6 separate regions of the Mus musculus genome follow, and regions 1, 2, 3, 5 and 6 are each linked to region 4. The links are chromatin contacts, called in public HiChIP or PLAC-seq maps. All regions are on one chromosome and are shown on one strand. The core of a region is the stretch at or near the end of the contact, and the rest is flanking DNA. Distances in the headings are between cores, read along the strand shown. Region 1 overlaps Ttc28 (tetratricopeptide repeat domain 28). Region 2 overlaps Ttc28 (tetratricopeptide repeat domain 28). Region 3 overlaps Ttc28 (tetratricopeptide repeat domain 28). Region 4 holds the start of Ttc28 (tetratricopeptide repeat domain 28). Region 5 overlaps Ttc28 (tetratricopeptide repeat domain 28). Region 6 overlaps Ttc28 (tetratricopeptide repeat domain 28).

The links. HiChIP or PLAC-seq counts read pairs in DNA pulled down with a chosen protein or histone mark.
Region 1: a contact with region 4 is called in an H3K4me3 HiChIP or PLAC-seq map of embryonic basal ganglia, with 5 times the contacts expected there. The contact joins the enhancer-like site here to the promoter of Ttc28 in region 4. A contact is called at or near these places in 2 of 39 promoter capture datasets (embryonic stem cells and hippocampal neurons), 2 of 484 Hi-C or Micro-C datasets (adipose-derived mesenchymal stem cells and bone marrow-derived macrophages), 17 of 115 datasets of contacts at active chromatin or transcription factors (bone marrow-derived macrophages, craniofacial prominence, embryonic basal ganglia and 13 more) and 4 of 9 other capture datasets (adipose tissue, embryonic stem cells, liver and 1 more).
Region 2: an H3K4me3 HiChIP or PLAC-seq map of stem cell-derived neural progenitor cells shows a contact between it and region 4, with 17 read pairs. The contact joins the enhancer-like site here to the promoter of Ttc28 in region 4. A contact is called at or near these places in 8 of 115 datasets of contacts at active chromatin or transcription factors (craniofacial prominence, embryonic basal ganglia, embryonic hindbrain and 5 more) and 2 of 9 other capture datasets (adipose tissue and liver).
Region 3: a contact with region 4 is called in an H3K4me3 HiChIP or PLAC-seq map of embryonic forebrain, with 7 times the contacts expected there. The contact joins the enhancer-like site here to the promoter of Ttc28 in region 4. A contact is called at or near these places in 2 of 39 promoter capture datasets (both in embryonic stem cells), 2 of 484 Hi-C or Micro-C datasets (adipose-derived mesenchymal stem cells and bone marrow-derived macrophages), 15 of 115 datasets of contacts at active chromatin or transcription factors (bone marrow-derived macrophages, craniofacial prominence, embryonic basal ganglia and 12 more) and 4 of 9 other capture datasets (adipose tissue, embryonic stem cells, liver and 1 more).
Region 5: an H3K4me3 HiChIP or PLAC-seq map of craniofacial prominence shows a contact between it and region 4, with 3 times the contacts expected there. The contact joins the enhancer-like site here to the promoter of Ttc28 in region 4. A contact is called at or near these places in 2 of 39 promoter capture datasets (embryonic stem cells and hippocampal neurons), 4 of 484 Hi-C or Micro-C datasets (bone marrow-derived macrophages, colorectal tumor organoids and embryonic stem cells), 18 of 115 datasets of contacts at active chromatin or transcription factors (bone marrow-derived macrophages, craniofacial prominence, embryonic basal ganglia and 9 more) and 2 of 9 other capture datasets (adipose tissue and liver).
Region 6: an H3K4me3 HiChIP or PLAC-seq map of forebrain shows a contact between it and region 4, with 6 times the contacts expected there. The contact joins the enhancer-like site here to the promoter of Ttc28 in region 4. A contact is called at or near these places in 2 of 39 promoter capture datasets (both in embryonic stem cells), 1 of 15 datasets of contacts at CTCF or cohesin (pro-B cells), 2 of 484 Hi-C or Micro-C datasets (bone marrow-derived macrophages and nephron progenitors), 10 of 115 datasets of contacts at active chromatin or transcription factors (craniofacial prominence, embryonic basal ganglia, embryonic forebrain and 6 more) and 3 of 9 other capture datasets (adipose tissue, embryonic stem cells and macrophages).

What each region holds. Positions count from the first base shown.
Region 1 is chr5:111,218,875-111,222,314 of GRCm38.p6, reverse strand. All of the region lies in intron 6 of Ttc28 (tetratricopeptide repeat domain 28), which reads right to left. Among named protein-coding and RNA genes, the nearest start is that of Gm35628, 14 kb to the left of the region's middle. Within about 2 kb of position 1,319, at least 91 of the 459 cell types and tissues checked have an H3K27ac peak or open chromatin away from gene starts, as enhancers often do. A contact at or near this core is called in embryonic basal ganglia, embryonic forebrain and stem cell-derived neural progenitor cells, where this site is marked.
Region 2 is chr5:111,158,655-111,162,166 of GRCm38.p6, reverse strand. All of the region lies in intron 5 of Ttc28 (tetratricopeptide repeat domain 28), which reads right to left. Among named protein-coding and RNA genes, the nearest start is that of Gm35628, 74 kb to the left of the region's middle. Within about 2 kb of position 2,041, at least 64 of the 459 cell types and tissues checked have an H3K27ac peak or open chromatin away from gene starts, as enhancers often do. A contact at or near this core is called in memory CD8 T cells and stem cell-derived neural progenitor cells, where this site is marked.
Region 3 is chr5:111,198,592-111,201,724 of GRCm38.p6, reverse strand. The region is part of intron 6 of Ttc28 (tetratricopeptide repeat domain 28); the gene reads right to left. Among named protein-coding and RNA genes, the nearest start is that of Gm35628, 35 kb to the left of the region's middle. Within about 2 kb of position 1,329, at least 84 of the 459 cell types and tissues checked have an H3K27ac peak or open chromatin away from gene starts, as enhancers often do. A contact at or near this core is called in adipose tissue, embryonic forebrain, forebrain and 3 more, where this site is marked.
Region 4 is chr5:110,877,758-110,881,157 of GRCm38.p6, reverse strand. Ttc28 (tetratricopeptide repeat domain 28) reads right to left here and starts at 1,355. Exons shown (of 23, transcript NM_001267622.1): 1 at 1,170-1,355. The coding sequence starts at 1,253.
Region 5 is chr5:111,242,300-111,245,464 of GRCm38.p6, reverse strand. The region is part of intron 12 of Ttc28 (tetratricopeptide repeat domain 28); the gene reads right to left. Among named protein-coding and RNA genes, the nearest start is that of Gm35628, 9.1 kb to the right of the region's middle. Within about 2 kb of position 1,839, at least 15 of the 459 cell types and tissues checked have an H3K27ac peak or open chromatin away from gene starts, as enhancers often do. A contact at or near this core is called in craniofacial prominence, where this site is marked.
Region 6 is chr5:111,289,264-111,292,575 of GRCm38.p6, reverse strand. Ttc28 (tetratricopeptide repeat domain 28) reads right to left here. Exons shown (of 23, transcript NM_001267622.1): 23 at 2,796-3,312. Among named protein-coding and RNA genes, the nearest start is that of Pitpnb, 40 kb to the left of the region's middle. Within about 2 kb of position 2,050, at least 41 of the 459 cell types and tissues checked have an H3K27ac peak or open chromatin away from gene starts, as enhancers often do. A contact at or near this core is called in forebrain, where this site is marked.

The DNA.
Region 1 (3,440 bases), core at 70-2,569, 340 kb before region 4:
GTGCATGCGAGGGGTCAGAACTCTGACCGCACAGGACAAGTGACATTCCTGGGGTTGTGTCCAGTCATGGAGCTGAGAATGTCGCCAGCTTTCTCTTCGAAGGGGCACAGTTTCCAGAGCCTGGCAGGGTTGGAGAACTAGGAAATGTCCCTTCAGTGTAGTAGGCCCTTTAGTGGTGGGAATATGGGGACACTGCGGTTAAAGACCTGCCTTGAGCCAGTCCTCCTAAACTGCCTTCAGGTGTCATGGTTTCAACCATCCTTGTACAAAATGAATCATATACTTCCTTTCTCCTTTCTAAAATGGGTCAGAGGATCTGCCCAACCAAGGATCGCTGTGAGTGCAAGCCCTGCCTGGCCTTGCTCCTGCCCCACCTCCTATGATACCTCTGCCCTCAGTGATCTCTGAATAGCCTCTGGAGTCTACTGCAACATTTTAGGCACCTATATGATCGCTTGCTGGTTGGGATATAAGAGGAGGAAAGACTGAGAGTGTAGCTCTCCCTATCTGCCAACACAAGGCCTTGCTACTGCTACCCTCCTGTGGGAAAAGCTAAACCCCATTTCCCTAGAACCCCAGCCTCAGGAAAACATCCAGCTTTAGACAAAGTCTAAAGTCGTGTTTTACAGGCACACCTCCACCCTACTCAGTTGAGTGTCCTGGAGATAGACAGACAGACAGACCTGTAATGAGTCTGAGGTCTTTCTTGTTTTTGTTTTAAAATCAAAAGTCTTTCCCCACCCCCTTTAAAAACAATAAGGTCAGATTATAATCATCCCAGAGACATGGAGTGCTGGCCATAGTGGGGCATGCCTGTAATCCCAGCACCCAAGAGGTATAGGCAGGAGGGTTGTAAGTTTGAGGCCAGCCTGGGCAACAGGAGACTCTCAAAAACAGACAAAGAAAGGAAGAAAAGCAATAAGCAACCTGTGTATCTTGCTTTGTGAATAACACCCAAGACGGTGTGGCTAATGCACAAGGCGGCGGCAGGAGAGTTTCTTTCTCTTACTCTGGCCTAAGGGTCTGGGCTGGGAGCAGCAAGCAGTCAGGATAGAAATGGCTGCCCGGGGTTGCAATGATTTGTGAGGGAAGCTGCCTGCTGGTTATAGCAAACCGATCTGGTCTCCAGACAGCTGCTGCTGCTTCCTTATCTTCCACTGGCCCACAGAGAACCAGAGGAGGGCTTTCAAAATTACAGCTTCCACACACACACAGAGAAAAGCAGGGCTGGCCTGGCTGAGCTGCCCTCTCCCTCCACTGGCTGGTGTCTCCCTTGGCGGATTCAGGCAGCTGCCAGCCTGGGGCGTTCGTTCTGTGGGGACAGTGTGGCCTCTTGGCAGCTGTTCTCTTTGTTGAAGCCACATAAGAGCATCCGGAGAGCAGCACAGAATGGCTGCGCTCACGCTGAGGGGCTAATGTGCGGCTCCTCCTGCCCTTTCTTGGATGCCACTCAGATGAGGAGGTACAGAGGGGCTGTCAGCAGGGATGCCCTCCGTGACAATAGGCTGCGGGGAGGGAATTAAATGAAGATTAGTGGGACAGACAGGCCTCACAAAGCTGGGCCCTCACCAGGGCTGTGGGAGAGGACACGTGGTTAGGATGTATACATGGTCACTGTGGGTCTCCGCCATGGGCTTTCTGTGTGGGAATACTAATGTCTACTTCAAAGGCTGTGGCAAGGGCCACGAGGGCATGCTTAGCACACTCAGTGGGACTGGGTCAGACCAGACAGAGAATATTTCCACTAAGATGGCACCCCTGCCAGTTGAGCAGGGAATGCTGGTGGCTTCTCATTTGAGCTCGCTGGGACCAGGGCCTCAGTTCTTATGCACACAGCACAGAGACCAGTCATACTTCATATTGATTGCTACCAGTGCCTAGCTGGGATTTTAGAGCTGACCTGCTCTTTCCTCTGCCTTCAAGCAGACAAGAGTTCGGCCATCCGCGTGGGAAACTCGAGGTCTGGGGAACAGGAAAGACACGTTCGCCACCCCAGGCTCACCCTGTGAAGGTTGTGAGTCTCAGGGAGGAGAGGGGAGCGGCCAGCAGAATTCATGGACCCCTGTCCCCTTGGCTGTACTAGTCTACCTGCCTCCAGACAGAGCGGGACCTGGCACAGCAGTCAGGCTGAGTAAGGTCCTCCTCGGTGGGACTGTCCACAGATGAAACAGCTCCAGTGTCCCCGCTGTTTGACATATCCTAGGTATTGGGGGAGACTTGGGGTGTTTAAGCAAATAGAGGAAACAAGATGAGGAAAATCAGGCCATCAGCACGGGCACGGGAGTTGTTACACTAGTCTGCTAACAGTTAAATAATAAAGCGAGGCAGGCACGTTGGCACTGTGTGCTCTGTGTGGCCCCCTTTGGATCAGGAGGCTCTTTAGAGTAATCAAGGCCTGCTGCAGGCCTAAGCACATTTTCCCATTTTGGGGATCTCGGAAGAGGAAGTGATCGCTAGGCTGGTCGCTAGGCTCTCCAGGTTACCAGGTCTCGTGCCTACCACAAGACACTGCATGCAGATTTCACACGGGATAACCAGTACTGTGTCCTACGTTAGCTCACGGCCGTGACCTTTAGCCTTATAGGCTGGCGCACACCTTGTCTGGAGTTGGAGGGGACATGGCACTGCATCTGCTCTTTCTGGTGCCTCTGGACAGCAGATGTGGTCCCGAGATCCGTCCCTATCGGCTGGATCTCTGCCTCAAGTTTTCACATGCACCACGTCTACGTGGTTTTGAAAATATCTCGGAGCTTGGGGTATGGATGTGGGGGACGGGCCTAGTCAGACAACAGATGGCTCAAAACAAAGGTGCAAGAGCAGGCGCTAGAACTGGCCATGTCCTTGTAGGTAGCTTGCTGTTATTTTTTTTTTTTACCAAGGTTGGACAGCAAAGTATATTTTCAAACAGGGTGGTGGTGTAACTCCAAAACCACTTATCATATGACTTTATCAGCTGCAAGTGTCTTACAGAGAGGCAGGCTTTTCCACAAGCTGCCTCAGCCTGGTTCATAAATGCTGCAAAGCCACCTGAGGCCTGTGTGCCCAGGGCTTGGGTGCCAGCTGGTGACGCTGTTGGAGTGAGATCGGATCCTGGTGGGCTAGCCTCGTCAGAGGGTTAATACAGCAGAGGGTTCATAGCTGAAGGAGCACCCTGGGGACAGGCGTCTGAAGCAGATGTCTTGTCCCAGACCCCTCCTGTCTCTGTGCTGCAAGCCCACTGAGAGCTGAGCATGCCTGCTGCTGTGGCATTCTGTCCTCACCACAAGCCCCCAGTGATGGAGGCAGCTGGCTGTGGATTGTCGGGATCTCTGCAACTGGGAGCCAGGGCCTGTACTTTTAAGTAACTTTCTTGGGTATTGTATCATGATGACTGAAAGCTAAAAGTTACTCTGTGGTCTCGGAGACACAGAAAGGTCCAGAATTTAGGCCCACAGACCTCA
Region 2 (3,512 bases), core at 792-3,291, 280 kb before region 4:
AACAGTAATAGATATGCACTCCCACACTTGGGAGGTGGAGGCAGGAGTTCAAGGCCATCGCTGACTACACAGCAAGTTAATGGTCACAGTGGCCTCCACGACAGCCTGTCTCAAAACCAAAACTCAACAGCAAAAAAGAATATATGAGATAAAATGATAAAGTCAGGCGATACATTGGACACAGAGAAGTACCATCAGTGGACAGAGTGTGCCCTTCAGAATTAAGCTAACTTGCTTCATGCTCTGGAGTGTCCGACACTATGCACTGCCTGCAGACCTTACCTGTGCACACACTCATCACTACACAGTCACCCTGCTTGCCCACCCACCACCATCTCATTCAGAAAAATCTTTAAATACCAGGAAGCTATCAGGTTCACTCATACTGGCAGGCACAGATATCCCCTGCCCCCATTCCAACTTCTCCTTACAACTTTGCAGTGATAACAAATGCCGTTGTCTTTAAGATGTCAGGCTTGCTAGTTCATTTTTTGATAAAAACGTCCCCAACATCCAAGTCAAGGAAACCATTTTTCTGCCACCCTTTTCACAGAAGACGATGTCCTGTGAGCTGCCACCCACAGTGTTCCAACCGTATGAGCTGGGAAACACATACAGTCACAGGTGGGGGTGGGGGTTCTACTGGAAGTGACTTTGGCTTTGGCTGTGGTGTAGCAGAGGCAAGCTGGGCCTCATACCCAGCTGACTACAGAGAATACTAGAAAGATGTGAGACTGGCAACATCCACAATTTTATTGCTTCATAGAGTGAGGGATAAGCAGACAGGCAGAAGGAAAGGCCACAGCTAGATACAAAGATGGCAGACTTCCAGCTTCTCTTGCATACTCCTGACCAGAGACCAGATTCCTGGCGGGTTTTTTCTCCAATCAATACAGTTTCCCGACCTGTGAGCAAATCTGAAAATGTTAAGGCCAGAATAGAATTACCCCAAAGTAGGGGGTCCATCAGCCTCCCTGTCTTTATTTAAACTGACCAATCCTAAATTAGGGAGGGAGACTCTCAAGGGACCCTGAGATCTCCAGTCTCAAGGTGTGATTGGACTTCAGCTTCCCAAGCCCCACCCCTTGCTGTGCGTGTGTGTGCGTGTGCGTGTGCGTGTGCGTGTGTGTGTGTGTGTGCGCGCGAGTGTTCAGTGTGTGTTTCCTCATTCCTAATAAAAGCCTTTCTTCACCAGCTGATTCAGTCTGCTGTCTGACATTTTCCTCCCCACTGCTACCTGTTGTGTGAGAGTTTTTAAATTGTCTTTTACTTTTTTTTAACTGACAGGGAAAATAAATCTGATCCAGACTCCTAACAAGTCGGGTGAGGACGCTCTTGGGAGAAAACCCTAAGCTCGTGGCAGAGAGGACAGAGAGGTTTATGCAGCCCATGCAGCTGCCTGGGTCACACTGAGACCTTCACAGGTGGGCCGCCCTGGCTTCTGGGCCAATATCAATAAATGTTTTTTTTTTTTTTTAACAATGCAAATGGCCTCTTTTATGAAGAAACTGACCTTGGAGCTTCCCTGGAAGGCTGGGGGTGGGGGGCTCAGAGCACACTGATGCTCTGCACAGTCCTGGACTCAGTAGATTTGAGCTCTATCCCAGGGGACCACTGGCCATGGGCTCCCGAGCATGCAGCTGGGCTGCTTTTAGCCTGGGACTATTTGGTTAACCAGTGATGGGAAAAGCACCAGACACAGAGAGCTACTGTAGAGAAGATCAGAGGAGCAGGCAACAAGTTGCAAACACTCAGAAGATGTTTACAGAATAATTTTTAGTCCTCTTCCTTGATGTAAGAGGGAGCTTATTCCATCCCACAGCTATCCTGAGGTCAGGGGAGGTAGGCAGCTCAGAGGACTGATTGTGAACTGGGACCCCCGACCCCCATCTGGGGCTCGAGTAAGAGATCGAGCCACACGGAAACGGGGGGGAGGGGTTAAAAAATGTTCTATGTGTATTCCGTCAGTAACCATGCCAACCGTCTCTGTCTACAGGAAGTGGGGGTGCCTCCTGAAGCTCCCCCATCACCACACTACAGACGCTCCCCCCACCTCCCCTAGGAAACCTGATTTTCATTTTCCCTTTGTTCTCTCCTGCGCACAGAGCTGCACTCGACATAATCTTTGTGATTTCAGACTTTCCCTACTCCAGCTGCTGTGACACATCTGGTGTCCTTTATCTGGGACACCTGCTTCAGGAGTTTGACAATCAAGGTGCTGACTCAGTTCTTTTCGGGGAACTAAAACTTTCTCGTTTCCTTAGGAGTGTTAGGCGTGAGGGACGAAATGTTTAGTAAAGCACAGTCACACATCTCGTTACCAGATGCCAGGCACTTATGCAGAGCAGGAGCTCAGACTGCAGTGTCTTGTTCAGCCCCGCCGAGACACTGTGTTAGTTATCTATTGCTGCGTAACAACACGTCCACAGACAGAGCCACTTAAAACAGCACGCATTCGTTGCTCTGTCTGGTGAGTCAGGAGTCCAGGCACAGCCTCGCTGGCTCCTGTGGGATGCCAGAGGCATTGTGAAGGCGGCATGAGCTCTCATTTGGAGACTGTGCCCAGGGGAAACCTGCTCCCCAGTCTGGGTAACACTCAGCCCCTTGTGATTATAAATCTCAGAGCTTCAGTATTTTGATGGCCATCAACGGAGACTTCCCTTGGCAACAGACATCCTGTCATCTGGAGATCCTACACATGGACACTGTAGCTACTGTTCCTTTGTATCCAACAGGGAGAGGGAGATTCCAGCAGGGCAGATGCTACAATGGTACACTAACCACACACACACACACACACACACACACCCCAAAAGTGCCAGCATATGCATGATTTGTTTGTGTGTGCATACTAACCTGTGTGTGTGCATGCATATAAGCCTGTGCATGTGTGTATATACAAGCCTGTGTGTGTGTGTATACAAGCCTGTGTGTGCATGTGTATACAATCCTGTGTGTGTGTATATGTGTGTATCTGTGTGTGTGCATGTGTGTGTGTGCACGTGTATACAAGCCTGACTGTGCATGTGCAGACGCCAGGAGGATATTGACTGAGGTCCTGCTTGATTGATCTCTGCTTCTCTCCCTTGAGTCAGGGTCTCTCAATCAGTCCGCAGCTAGGGTGGTGGCCAGCCAGCCCCAGAGACCTTCCTGTCCCCACTCCCAGCATGGGGGTTACAGGTATGTGGCCACACCCTGCTTTTTACAGGGATACTTGCATCTGAACTCAGCAATCATTCTTTACCCATGGGGTCATCTCTTTAGCACAATTTTGGCATGGCCTGTTGGGAAACTCCAAGGTCCTGCTCACCCCAGGAGAGGAGGGGTCAGACTAAAGCACTGTAATGGTTGATCTCCACTGAGGAGCTGGTGTGGGTGAGAGGCACTGAGGAGGTTGTTAGTGCTCACCTTTGATGTGTGAGAGGATTAAGTGCGGCCCTCTTCATGGGCAGCACCTTCCCACAGGTTGGGTGCTGAGATGGAGTGTAAGGGGGAGAAGGAGGAAACCTGCC
Region 3 (3,133 bases), core at 80-2,579, 320 kb before region 4:
GCTGGAGAAGAAGGGCTTAGTACAGAGTTCAGCGTCACGCCACGGGCCCTGCATCACAGACAGGATTTCGTGGGTTCTCCGTGGGCACAAAGGCAATGTGGATGCCTCTCTTCATCAGGCACATGAGAAGTACCAGAGCTGTGAGGCAGACAGTGCCAGCTCGCCTGACGGAGCCACGACCTGGGGGCCACCATCTGTTTTGCTAAGGCGACAGTCTGGAATTTCTGGTTGAACTCCAGGTCTCCTTATTGTGAGGCTTCACTAGTTTTACCGAGTCGCAGAGCAGATTATGGGTCCCCCCAGAGCACCCCCAGCAGCTGGGCCGAGTTATAAGCTGTCTTTGTCTTATTCAGTGTCCCATAATGGATTTGCTAGAACATACCATCTGAACCAGGGAAATGCAATTACTGACTGCCGTTGCTTCCAGTAAGTGGCCAACTCTGCCAATCTGGCTTAAGAATGTAGCCCGTTAAGCTCTGCCACAGGGGCTGTTCTGATGAGGGCCTGTTTCACAGGCGCTGGGCACATGGCAGAGCCCTTGTCCCACTTTTTAACTGCTTTTGGAGACGTTCTGAGTGGCACCAGTGAAATTTTCCCTGGCAAATGAAAGTGCTCCCTCCCCCAGGGCAACCAGCTCTCCAGCAGGACGGGGAGGGCAGCATCTCTGCACACCCAAGCCACCGAGCGGCAGCCTGAGATGCCTGGAAGTCAAGTGGGGACACGCTGAGTCAGCACTAGTGACTAAAAGTCGCCTCCTGGCTTTCCTCCAGTTCTGGGGGTGCATACTCTGCCTCAGGAGGAGCCTCTGGAAAAGTGACTTTTTGAAGTCACCATGAAATTAACAATTATGCTGCAAAGAATCTTAAACATGGAGTCTCTGTCAATTTCACTCATGTGCGTGTGCGTGTGCATGTGTGTGTGTGTGTGTGTGTGTGAGTGTGTGAGGTGGTTGCACTGTGAGGTCCGGCAGGATCTCCTGGTGGGTGGGCAGGCACACCACCTGTGAGGTGGAGATGACAGTGAGGACCATGGGAAGCCGTGCCACAGAAAATGAACTCCTTTTCTGGGTTTCCTGGTAGCTGTGCCTCACTGTCCGCATTCCTCCGGCACGCCAGTTGAGCTCTCTTAAGAGCTTAGCTGTTTCTTCAGGGAGGCTCAGTGAGCTCCAGCTCTGGCTTTAGACAGCTGCCGCTCTTCCCCATGCTCTCTATGGGACCCCGACGACGCCCCCCCCCCCCCCCCCGGTCTTTGAGGCTCCTGTTCCTGATGGTAACAAGCCTGTGTGTGTTTTCAACGCAATAATGAACACTGCGTGAGAAGCTACACCAGGCACACCCAGGCACTTGGTAAGTGTCAAGTCTTTATTCCGAGCCACTTCAAAGGTGTGTGGAGCTTCCTCAAAGGCCTTTTCATTTCCCCTTTGTGGAAACTGTTATTTGAATACCTCAAAAAGCAGAGCCAGCACCAGTTTCCTGAGGCTGGATGTTAAACACAGGAGGAACAGGCCATTAAGTTCATGTACTGAAAGGAAGGAGCAGTGTGCTATCCTAGTGATTTTCTTGTCCAGAGTCATAAATATTAGCACTCTTCAAACTTGCACAAAGGTCCCATTGTACCCACGCTTTGAGAACTTCTTGGATCAAGATCCAAAAGGTTAATATATTATTTAGTTACCTTGCTAATCAGACTGTCTTATACAGCTGTAGGGCAAGGGACTGTGTAAAGGGAGGAGAAAAATCTGCTTAATTTAGCACTACTAACTGAAGGAATAAAATTAAAATGGTACGATAAAATCCAGTTGCTGCCTGATGCTTTAACTATTTCCCAAGCTCACTGTATTTCTAGCTCATTTCAAAGGTTTGAGGTTGGGTAGATGCCTCCGTGGGTAAGGGCACTTTCTATGCAGGCATGAGGATCGGAGTTCAAATCCCCAGACCCCATGAAAAATGCATTGTGGCTGCACACACCTGTGAGTCCGCCCACACTGCGAGAGGGAGCTATGGTGAATTACTAGAGCTTGCTGGTCACAGGCCTCGCTCCAGGCTCAGCGAGACCCCACCTCAAGGAAGTCAAATGGACAGTTACAGGACACCTGACGTCCTTCTCGGGTCTCTGTGTGTGTTTGTATACACACACCTGAACGTGTATATGCCTATATACTGTCCCCATACCATATAATATACCACACGTATGCAACATATGATATACTACATAGTTGTGATGCACCGCACAATATATTGTATGCACTGCACACACTCAACACAATACAGCATACGTACAAATAAAAAAATTGAAATAAAGAAAAGGTTTGGGCTAGAGAGATGGTTCCAGTATTAAGACAGAGTTCTGTTCTTGAAGAAGCCCCTCATTTCTGCCATGACCTCCGGCTCCAGGGGACCTGACACCTCTGACCTCAGGGACACCTGTACTCACCTGCATATACCCCATGCAGATGTACATACATATATAATCTTAAAACTTAACAAAAATTTAGGAGTCAAGGTCAGCTTCATATACATTCTCTGACCATGGAGCAAGCGGTGGCATTGGAGCCTTTTGTAGTTGGAAGTAGTGTGGGGGCTGTTTACACCAAAGGCAAGGTCAGGGTCCACAGCAGTGTCTGGGAATTGTTGCTGTTACCCAGCATGAGCCTTTTAGGCTCTGGGATCCCCAGCAGGACGGAAGCTGAGCTGGAGAATGAGGTACAGGCCTGAGCTCAGTGAGCAAGAAAGAGGGAAAGGGTGCGTGTGATTGGGTGAGTTAATGCTCAGAGTTTCCCAGCATGCGTGGCTTCCAGAAGTGTGCGATTAGGATTGGTTAACATCTGGCCTTTCCCAGCATGCTTGGGTCCTATCACCTCTGCCCCATTCAGACAGACAGACAGACACTGCCATGGCTTTGCAGTCCTCTGTGAGCACACACTGAAGTTTATTTGCCGCAGGGAAGGCCTGAGGGATGATGCCTTCAACTTGATTAGCTCATGGAGTGGTGGTGAGGAGGCAGGCTGCAGGGCGTGCTCTCTCTTCCTTGGTCCAGCCATTCTCTGCCATCTTAGGACACAACTAGGGAGGCCCTCGTCAGACTTATTCCCTTGATTTTAGACTTCCCAGTCTCCACAACAATGAGCTACACC
Region 4 (3,400 bases), core at 106-2,605:
CTGGCAGGGAGGTCAAAGGACAACTTGCCAGAGTCCAGTCTATCCTACTGTGTGAGTCCCAGGAATCCAACCCGGGTGCTCAGGCATGGTAGCAGACCCCTTTACCCACTGAGACGTCTATCTATCTCCCTGACCCTCAGAATTTAATCGATATACAGAGCTGACCCTTTATACCCTGCCAGGATACTAGCTGACCCTAATCAACATATACCTTGTTCTTTTTTACTAAAGTACACTGGGAATATCACATTATAAATAGCGACAAAAGTTAACCCGGGTGCTGAGAAAAATCATATGAAGTTAAGACTGACAGATGTTTATCTCAAATGACATCTTAAGTGTCTCAAGGGCTCCTAAATTGCAACCCCAGGATCATTCAGTCCTACAAATACATACTGAACATCTACTACATACTAGGTACCATGCAGGGAAAGTTGTCTGCTTATGGGACACTTTACAGCTCGCCAGACACCGCCCCCCATCCCACCCCCAGTCACAGCTTTGAAAACTTGCTAAAAATTCAAATTTTCCTTCTCTGCCTTGGGAAACCACTTTGTGCGTGTGTCTCTTGGTGCAGTATGTGGCTCCAGATTATTACTTTATACCCCGGCTAGTTAGTGGCTTGAAAACACACCACAGAGTAGAGGGAGAAAGACTACACTACTCCAGCCAGGAAAAAGTCCATTTTGCTCAGCATCCCTCACTCTGAGAGACACACCCAAACACTTGGAAGCCCAGGTAGACCTAAAGCTCTCCAGTACCTGCTTGTGGTGAGACACCAACAACCTTGTAGCCTTCTAGGGACCAAAAGCCCACTCCCTAGCAACCACACCTGGGATGGGGACCCCCGAGCCTCCCAGCCGCCCCGGTGGACTCGGATGCCCCCGCCCCGCACCCCAGCCCCGTCCCGCTCCGAGGGGGCGGGGTCGAGGAAGAGGAGGTGCGGGAGATTAGGTGCCCAGTGCATTCCAAGCACACAGCCGTGGAAACTGAGGCAGGCAGGCAGATGATGCACAGGGTCTGCCTAATGATTCGCTGCGGGGCTCGAACCCTGACGAGCGGAGGGGCCTCCGCCTGCAGGTCATCGTCGGCCGCCGAGGCCCGGCCCGGCTCGCACCGACAGAGTTTCACAAAGAAAGTCTCCCGGCCCGCGCCCCGCTCACACTCACCGGCGCCGGCGGAGACTCCGGCTCCCGCCGCCTGCGGCTCCGCGCCGAGGCCGGCTCGGGCGCCAGAGGCGGCGGCTGTTCCATCCCCGCGGGGCCCGTCGGCGTCTGCCTAGAGCTAACGGTCCCGCCAGCTAGGCGCGCGCACCGCTCCCGCGCGCCATGTTCCTGCCGTGCCGCGCGCCGCCGAGCGCCCCCGCCCTCACCGCGCACGCGCCCGCGCGCCCGCCGAGACAGCTCGCACCGCGCAAGTGCGTTCCCGGCCTGAGCCCTCCCGGAGCTGTTCGCTCGCTGTTCCCGGCTCTGCGCGGCCCCCCGCCGCACTGCGGACCACCCGGAGGGCACCACGCGGGGCCCGGCCCGTGAAGGCGCCAGAGTAGAGTGACTCGGCGAACGCTGGCCTCCTTGGCCTGTGTCGGCGCCCTCCCTTATCTAGCTAGGATCGAATCTTCAGAAACCCACCTCCTGCATCCAAGGATGCTGTCCTTACTGAGTGGCTCTCTGGAAGGTCAGACCTTGTGTTTCGAGCAGTTAAGAACCGAGGGATCCCTGGAAAAAGTGCAGCGCCTCGTCTCCTTAAAAACTGTGAACTTGGAGCTGGAGAGATGGCTCAGCGGTTAAAAGCACTGGTTGCTCTTCTAGAGAACCAGGATTCAATTCCCATCACCCATATGACAACACACAATTGCAACTCCAGTTTCAGGGAATCTGACAGCCTCACACCCATATGTATGCAGACAAAACACCAATGCACATTACATTAAAAAAAAAAAAAAAAAAAAAAAACTAGCACTCGGGAGGCAGAGGCAGGCGGATTTCTGGCTACCTCAAAGCGTGCACTACTGCCTCGTTACTCTTGGAACTTTTACATACTTGTTTGTTCCTCTCATCTTTATCATACACAGTGATGAGAACTTAACCTAGTAAACAAAAAAGAATATTCCTGATGATTTTTTCTTTTGTTTTGTTTGAGACAGGGTTTCTCTGTGTAGCCCTGGCTGTCCTAGAACTCACTCTGTAGACCAGGCTGGCCTCGAACTCAGAAATCCGCCTGCCTCTGCCTCCCGAGTGCTGGGTTTAAAGGCCTGCACCACCACTGATCATGTAACTGAGTCCTGAACATTCCTGATCATGTAACAGAGTCCGGGAAAGGTCTCTCTCACCTTCAGGCATACCTTTCTGCCTTGGATCTTGTCTACCTGGATCAAATATGACATGAGTCTTCAGTCTGTGATTCTTGTGCAGTCTTTCCACAGAGGGACTATGATGGTTTGTATATTCTTGGGCCAGGGAGTGGCACCATTTGGAGGTGTGACCTGGTTGGAACAGATGTGGCCTGGTTGGAGTAGGTGTGTCACTGTGGGTATGAGTTTAAGATCCTCACCCTAGTTGCCTGAAAGTCAGTCTTCCACTAGCAGCCTTTGGATGAAGACATAGAACTCTCAGCTCTGCCTGTGCCATGCCTGCCTGGATTCTGCTGTGCTCCCTCTTTGATGATAATGGACTGAAGCACTGAACCTGTAAGCCAGCCCCAATTAAATGTTGTTTTTCATAAGCGTTGCCTTGGTCACGGTGTCTGTTCACAGCAATAAAACCCTAAGACAGGAACCAATCTACTGAAGAAAAGGGTTCCCAGAGTCTGTTAGAGGGGCTCTTCCTGGTGCATATTAGCATATCAAAGTACATGCTAGCCCCTAGGCGCTCTCAGTTTAACAATTACTCTTGGCTCTTCTAGGCTAACAATGGGCTCTTCTTGGCTCTTCTCACCAGGCCCCCTACCTTAAACTTCTCCAGCTCTAGGACTTCCTTTCCCCTAGCTTCTCATTCCTCCAGAATCCTGCCATGCAGTCTTGGCACCCACTCTTTTGTCCTCCTTACCTTCATTGCATTAAATACTCAAGCCAACTCATTTCCCATTTGTCCTCTGCACTGGACCAGCGGAACCTCAGAACGGCCTCCCAAGGGAGTGAGCCTACCAACAGCCATTCACAGGAACAACTGTTTGCTCATGAATGTCCTCTCCTGGTGGAGTTTCTGAAGCAAAGTGCTCAATGTAGCTTAGCCAATAAGCTACAATGTGAGCAGTCATCAATTAGCAAAGTTACAATGGGTCAGAAACAAACAAACAAGCAAACTAAAGTTGCTATTAGAATTGTCCTGCAGGTGTTCCTGTGAACTCCTGAAACAAATTCCACTTTTTATGAGGTAAAGTGCAGGCCACAAACAATGTTTCC
Region 5 (3,165 bases), core at 590-3,089, 360 kb before region 4:
AGTACACTGCAGTAAAGAGGCTGAGCAAGAAGAGGACAAGGAGAGCCTGCACTCTCTGGATGGCTGGGAGCTCCGGGTCCTTTAGTGAAAGCCACACCCCTCCTCCTGCAGCCAGGTGCTGCGGGTGGAAGCCCTGTGCCTGGTCCCCTTATGGCCTCCTAAACCACAGGCAAATCCCTGGCGCTGCCTTACAGGCTCAGCTCTGTTTTTTCTGCTTGTCAGGATTTCTGTGTCTTATCTTTGTATGTTTCCTCTCTCTCTATGCTACTGCTACAAAAACCCCGTGAGAATTTACTGCTCAATAACAGCCACACAGCTAGCATTAGGCAGAGACAGGGCTGGGCCAATTTATTCATTTCTTTTTCTTGTATGAAGAAACAAGGGTCCATACCATATAGTAAGGTGTGCACTGGCTTCCTCTCAGCAGCACCAGTACCCAGAGGAGAAAGGAAGAGTGAGTGTGTGTGTGTGTGTGTGTGTGTGTGTGTGTGTGAGAGAGAGAGAGAGAGAGAGAGAGAGAGAGAAAAGAGAGACTGAGTCTTTGTGTGTGCATGTGTATGTATGTGTGTATGAATTTGTGTGTATGTGTCTGTGTATGAATGTGAGTATGAGTTTGTATGTGTGCGCGTGCATGTGTGTGGATGTGAGTGTGAGTCTGTGAGTGTGAGTGTGTGTGAGTGTGTGTGTGTGTGTGTGTGTGTGTGTGTGTGTGTGTGTGTGTGTGTACAGATAATGGTCTGGTAGACTGATTTCAGTATCTTCTGTGCTCTGGAATACTGAACAGGGACTATTTAGAGAAGGGGAGGCGGGCCAGTTTGATGCCTGTCATTCACCAAACAGTCGAGCTCTGTGAAGTTCATTCCCTTGTAACCTCTGACCTGTGTGCACAAGGACAGGGATTCTGTATCCCCTTTGGTCCCCTGTGGCCCAACAGCACCTGGCCAACAGGAATGCGCAGTCACCCCACTGGGAGAGTTCTTCCAAAACTGCCCATGCTGTTTTCTCACGCAAGTCCCCAAGGCTGCACTCACTAGAGCCCCCCTCGTTTATCTCATCTCTGCTGCCTGATCGGATGCTAATTTTCATGTTTCTGGGACCGAATGTCTGACAAATGCAACTTAACTAAGAGAGGGAGAATTTATTCTGGCACAGTGGGGCCTGTGGTGACAAGCATGAGGTCACCAGTCACATTGTGTCTGCAATCAAGAAGCACAGAGTGGACAGAAAGTGGGGCCAGACTCCGTGACCTCAAGGCGCACCCCCAGTTGCCTACTCCCTCCAGTGAGACTATACCTCCTTAAAGTTCTCACCACCTTCTAAAACAATGCAACCTATTTGGGGTCCAGGAGCCCGTGGGGCATAGATTTCTTATTCAAGCCACAAAGCGCTTCTGCTTGCTCTCGATGAGTGAGACTTGGTGTTGCAGTGTCCTGGCAGCTCCAGTTCCATCTCTGTTAACACTGCTGTCAGCCCCGGGCAACACTAGGAAGTTCTCAAAGGCAGGAAAACTATCACATCAGAGATCTGAAGAGTCTTGGTAGATCATCCTGACGGGAGCAATCCCGTAGTCGGCACCCTGCCTCTGACCCCAGATGACCCCTCAGTCTTTGAGGCTGCAGTGATTAAAACCAGCTGCTCTGGCACCGTGAAGGGGACCCTGCTCTGCTCTGTGCCCCACACACTTTGCTCTCCACCCCTCCTCTGATCCACAAGGGCTTCAAGTCTCCACTGCTTTAAAATTGCTTCTGTCTTTCAAATATGCCACGGAGCCAAGCCTGTTTCAGGGCTGAGCAGAAATTGCCGAGGCAATCACACAGGGGAGCTGCGTGCAAGACTGACAGAGCCTGCCCGTGTCGGAAACGGAGCCGGTGATGCTGGAGGAAGGCTGGGCTTCTCAGAGAAGACCTAGGGCAATACATTCAGTTTTTGAAAATAATTTTTCAAACCAAAGAACTTTTGCTTCTCAACGAGAAGAGCCATTCTCCCGTTCTCAGATTTGTTGTCCTAAGATACTTTAATCAACAGAGGTGTCAGCCTGCTCGGTAACAGGCTCTCTCTGTTTTCCCATCTTGCACACTGTGTTTTCGTCTGCTGCACTCCTAAGATCAGTGAGACTAACCAATACCCAGTAGAACAAATGCACGCTTCAGAAGAGGAAAATAAAAGTCTACCACAGTTTGCAAAAGGACAGCAGCCTCTGGGAAGATGATCACGGAGGCCTTGTGCTTGGCTCCCTTCTTCCTCTCAGCAATGTGAGCATGTGGCTCCCCAACCCTAGATGGCTGCCAGCACCCAACTTTGAGAGCCTTCACTGAAGGCCACATTTCAAGTCTAGGTCATGATTCAGGTACCTGGGGGCCGTGGGCAACTCCCCAAGCCATGTTGAGCTTCAGTTGGAAGCCTGGGGATGCAGCCACGCTGAGCAGGTTCAGGCACCTGTGGGTGGACAGAAGAGGCCTCAAAGAGGCAATTTCTCTCCTCTTTAGCCAGGAGGAAGAAAAGATAGGTCTCATTGGAGAGGAAGAGGCCAAACACAAACATTAGCTGCACACACATGCGTGGTCCAGCCGGAAACCCCGGAGTGGCCGGTTACCGCTGCTACCTCCTGTGCAGTGAGATTGACGCTGAGTGTTAGTACTACAGGATGAGCAAGAGGGCCATCCTTGTGCTTCCAAAGACAGCTACACATGCAGCTTTCCCCACTCTCCCAACTCTAACTCTGTGTCCTTTGAAGACAGCCATTCTACATTCAAGACCCCTGTAGTTCAAAGTCACCATTCACTGACAACCTGCTTTTTTATCTCTAGGGGTTAAAACTCAACATTGAATCAAGGCAAGCAGCAGCAGGCAGGAAGAAAAAATACAAAAAAAAAAAAAAATTACCCCAGAAGAAAAATGCATGACAGCCATTGTGAAACCAGGACATTGAGCGGACACGGACACCCCCTCCTCCTTTTTCGGTCTGTGCCGTCTGCAGCTATCTTTCTTTGGAGATGATGATTTTTCATATCTGTAGCCGGGCACTTTAGACAATGGCTGAGAATCTTTCCCGCCCTTGGATTTAATGCATTATGACAACACAGTACTGACGTGGGGGTACGGGGTACCCTGTGTGGGGCAGGGGGAGGCATGGTCCCAGTCAGGGAATATTCAGAGTGACTGTGA
Region 6 (3,312 bases), core at 801-3,300, 410 kb before region 4:
GCCTGGCGATACCTTATTTTTATATTTTCTAAATAATAGGAAAGACAGAGCATCTGGCTCTTGGATGGCATCTGGCCTTTAGTTTTAGAAACTGTCGGCTGAGCTGAGGGTGGGCGCCCACAACTGCCCTTTGTCCCTGGCTTCGCCTCCTCTAGTTTGGATCTTTCACATCTTTTCTAGATGAAGATTAGTTGCCGAATGGCCACCCTTTTCATCAGGAAACAGCTGGGGCGTGAGAGCAAGCAGGACTGTAAGGTGCTTAGTGACACTGCTGTGATTCTGTCCCCAACATCCCCTCATGGCTGTCTGGTGCCGAGGTGGGAGAGAGTGTCTGGATCCTTCCTGTGCCCTCAACGTGATGCTCCTCCCCAGAGGCTCAGGGCAGCAGCCAGCCAAAGATTGGAACTCACCTGAAAGACGAAATTGCCTGTTCTCTTTGTAAAAGGATCTCTCCCCCCCCCCCTCTCTCTCTCTCTCCCTCTCCCTCTCCCTCTCCCTCTCTCTCTCTCTCTCTTACAGTATCAGCAAGCTAGCAAGATGTCACACATCTGCCAGTGTCCTACTGTGCCTTGAGCTCAGCCTCTGTAGCTGCTGTGCCTCCTCCTCCTCCTCCTCTCTCTTCGGGAGCTATGCTTCTGCCTCCTGGCTGCCTTCCAGTTTGACCATGCGAGGACTTTGCGTTTCTCCTATGCAGTGTCTCATGTTCAATGCACATGAGCATTTCTGGGCATGCGTGCTCCTCGTATGGCTTCTGACGTATCTCTGGTTACAGCGCCCCTCCTGCCCATCCCATCAGCCCTGTGCTTCTGACAGCCCGAGCTGTTCTGAGCTGCAGCCTCTGCTGCTTTCTTGATTCAGCCTTGCCTGTCTGAGTGTCTCCTCTGATTTCCCGACTTGCCTTCCCAACTTCTTGTGCCCAGAGTTGACCCATGTCGCTCGCAGCTTAGAGCTGCAGCCTCCTCCGGGGTTGTGGATTCTTGCAATTACATATAGAACTTTTAAAAAGGATTCATGTATGTATGTATGGGTACTTTGCATGTACATCTGCACAACAGAAGATGGCATCAGATAGTTGTGAGCTGCCATGTGGGTGCTGGGAATTGAACTCAGGACCTTTTGAAGAGCAATGAGTGCTCTTAACCACTGAGCCACTCTCCAGCTCCAGTATAAGAAAAAATTTAAGCCCCTATATTCCACTTATTTTGTGGAATTACAGTTGTTGTTTTTAAAGACAGGGTTTTTCTGTTATGTCCCTGAACTCCCTTTCTGTTATGCCCCAGGCTGGCCTCGAACGCAGAGATCTGCCTATGTCTGCCTTCCAAGTTCTGGGGCATGCACCACTATGGCCAGCCCAGTTTTATTCTTAGGACTTTACTCACAGCTGGTGTTCTGTACCCTACCTGTGGGTTCCTCATCTATGGGTTCAACCAATCATGAATTAAGTTTTGGGAACATGTGTCTAGATGCCCCCTATGCCGTCCCTACTCCCTGACTACACAGCTCAGCAACTACCATAGCAGGTTCTCAGGCCAGTGGGTCATCGGCAGTTACCCGCCCCGAGTAAGGCTTACAGGAGGATGTGCCTGGCTTAAGTATGGAGACAGGCACTTGAGTTCAGGGAGCCCAAGATGCTTGCTGTCTTCAGTGTTTTTGTTTTATTGGGGTCCACTGTGTCAGCTTCCAGAAGTCTAGAAAAAGGCTATATACTTAAGAGACACTGAAGCAAGCTCAGGGTGGCTGGAGGTATCCATGGACATTGTGGTGTGTGCTTTCTCCTGGTGGTTCTGGGGGTGCGACCAGGAGCCTCACACTTTCTAGAACAGTGCTCTCACAACTCGACCCAGCCTGTATTTTTGTATTGATTACTTCTGTGTCAGGGAATGAATGCACTTGGAATTGAGGAGCCACAGTGCGTACGTGCCCCTTTGTGATGAGTAGCGCGGCACACTGTGACCATTGTGGTGGGGACTGGTGCTCTCTGCTACTGTCTGGGAGTGAGCGTGTGGTCTGCATGTGTGCTGTGTTCATGAACACCCTCCACGTGCACATGAGGAGCGTGGCTTCACTGCTCACAGCAGGTTTCCCATTCGCTGGATTGTATAACCTACCACATACCCTGGTATTTTGGCTGTGTAGGGTTATGGGATGAAGTCTCCCTTTATGATGGGACATTTCTCAGTACTGGATTGTCTGTCTTCTCTATGTGAGTTTTGAAGGCTTCGTTGTCAACGTTTTTGCCTTTCTGCTACGCCCATCGTGAGGCAGCAGGGCCAGTTTTCCCTGCTGTTTCTTTTTGCTGGAGTTTTTCCACCCTCAGTTATGAGCCATCTGGGGCTGTGCTGCAGTGAGCCTTGCAAACGGCACGGGCAGGACAGCAATGTTTTATACATTGCTGCTTAATATTTTCGCTGTCACCCAGTGGAGACAGCTCCCGCACCTCGCTGTCCGACTCGCTAGCTTTGTGCCTCTCCACACAAAGGATGGTTTTCTCCCTGAAAAGGTTCCTTGAAAGTTTCTTGGAGGAGGCGGGCGGGGGGGGGGGGTTCCCGGGTGGCTAAAATCTGTTTGATGTGTTTTCCCTCCCACGTAGCCGTTCAACAGTAGACATCATTGGCTCTCCACCGTGAGTCTACAAGAGCCACAGTGCTGACCATCTAAGGTCCTGTGTATGGCTAGAGTACCAGGTGCAAGTGCCCCTTTCTCTCTTCCTACGGTGCACTCAGGTGTGTGCTCATTTGTAAACATGGTCACTCTGGAATTGTGGGAAAGGGATAGAAAGAGACTCGGAGACAGCATTTAAAACTGACAGGCTCATGCTTTAATAGACACTGAATCACAAAGGAAGGGCCAAGCGCCCTGCAGCCTCAATAAAAATATGGAGTTCTTTTTACATGGCAAAATTTCATAATATAAAAAGTTTAATGCTGTCTGGAAATTGTGTAATTTACAAAAAAGAGTCCATGTAGGCCAAAGGTGGCTAACAATGCATATAAGGAGAGTGAATGCCAAGTAGGGAGGTGCCCAGGACAACGGGGAGGGTGGGTGGGTGAGTGCTGGCATGGACGTCTCTAGGATCCTCTACAAACAGGCCCAGTTCACAAGCCAGGAGTACAGTGTGTGAGGGGAAGCTGCACTGTTGCCATTTGCCCGTTTGCAAGGTGCTGAGGACCACTGTGCCCGGCAGCACCTCACCAGTGACCCACTGATCAGTGTGGACTGATTTTTCTTTCTTTCTTTCTTTTTTAAAGGGGGAGGAAGGTGAGACCTGTGCACTGGTGCAGAAACAATGTGTAAGTTTTGGTGGGTGATTTT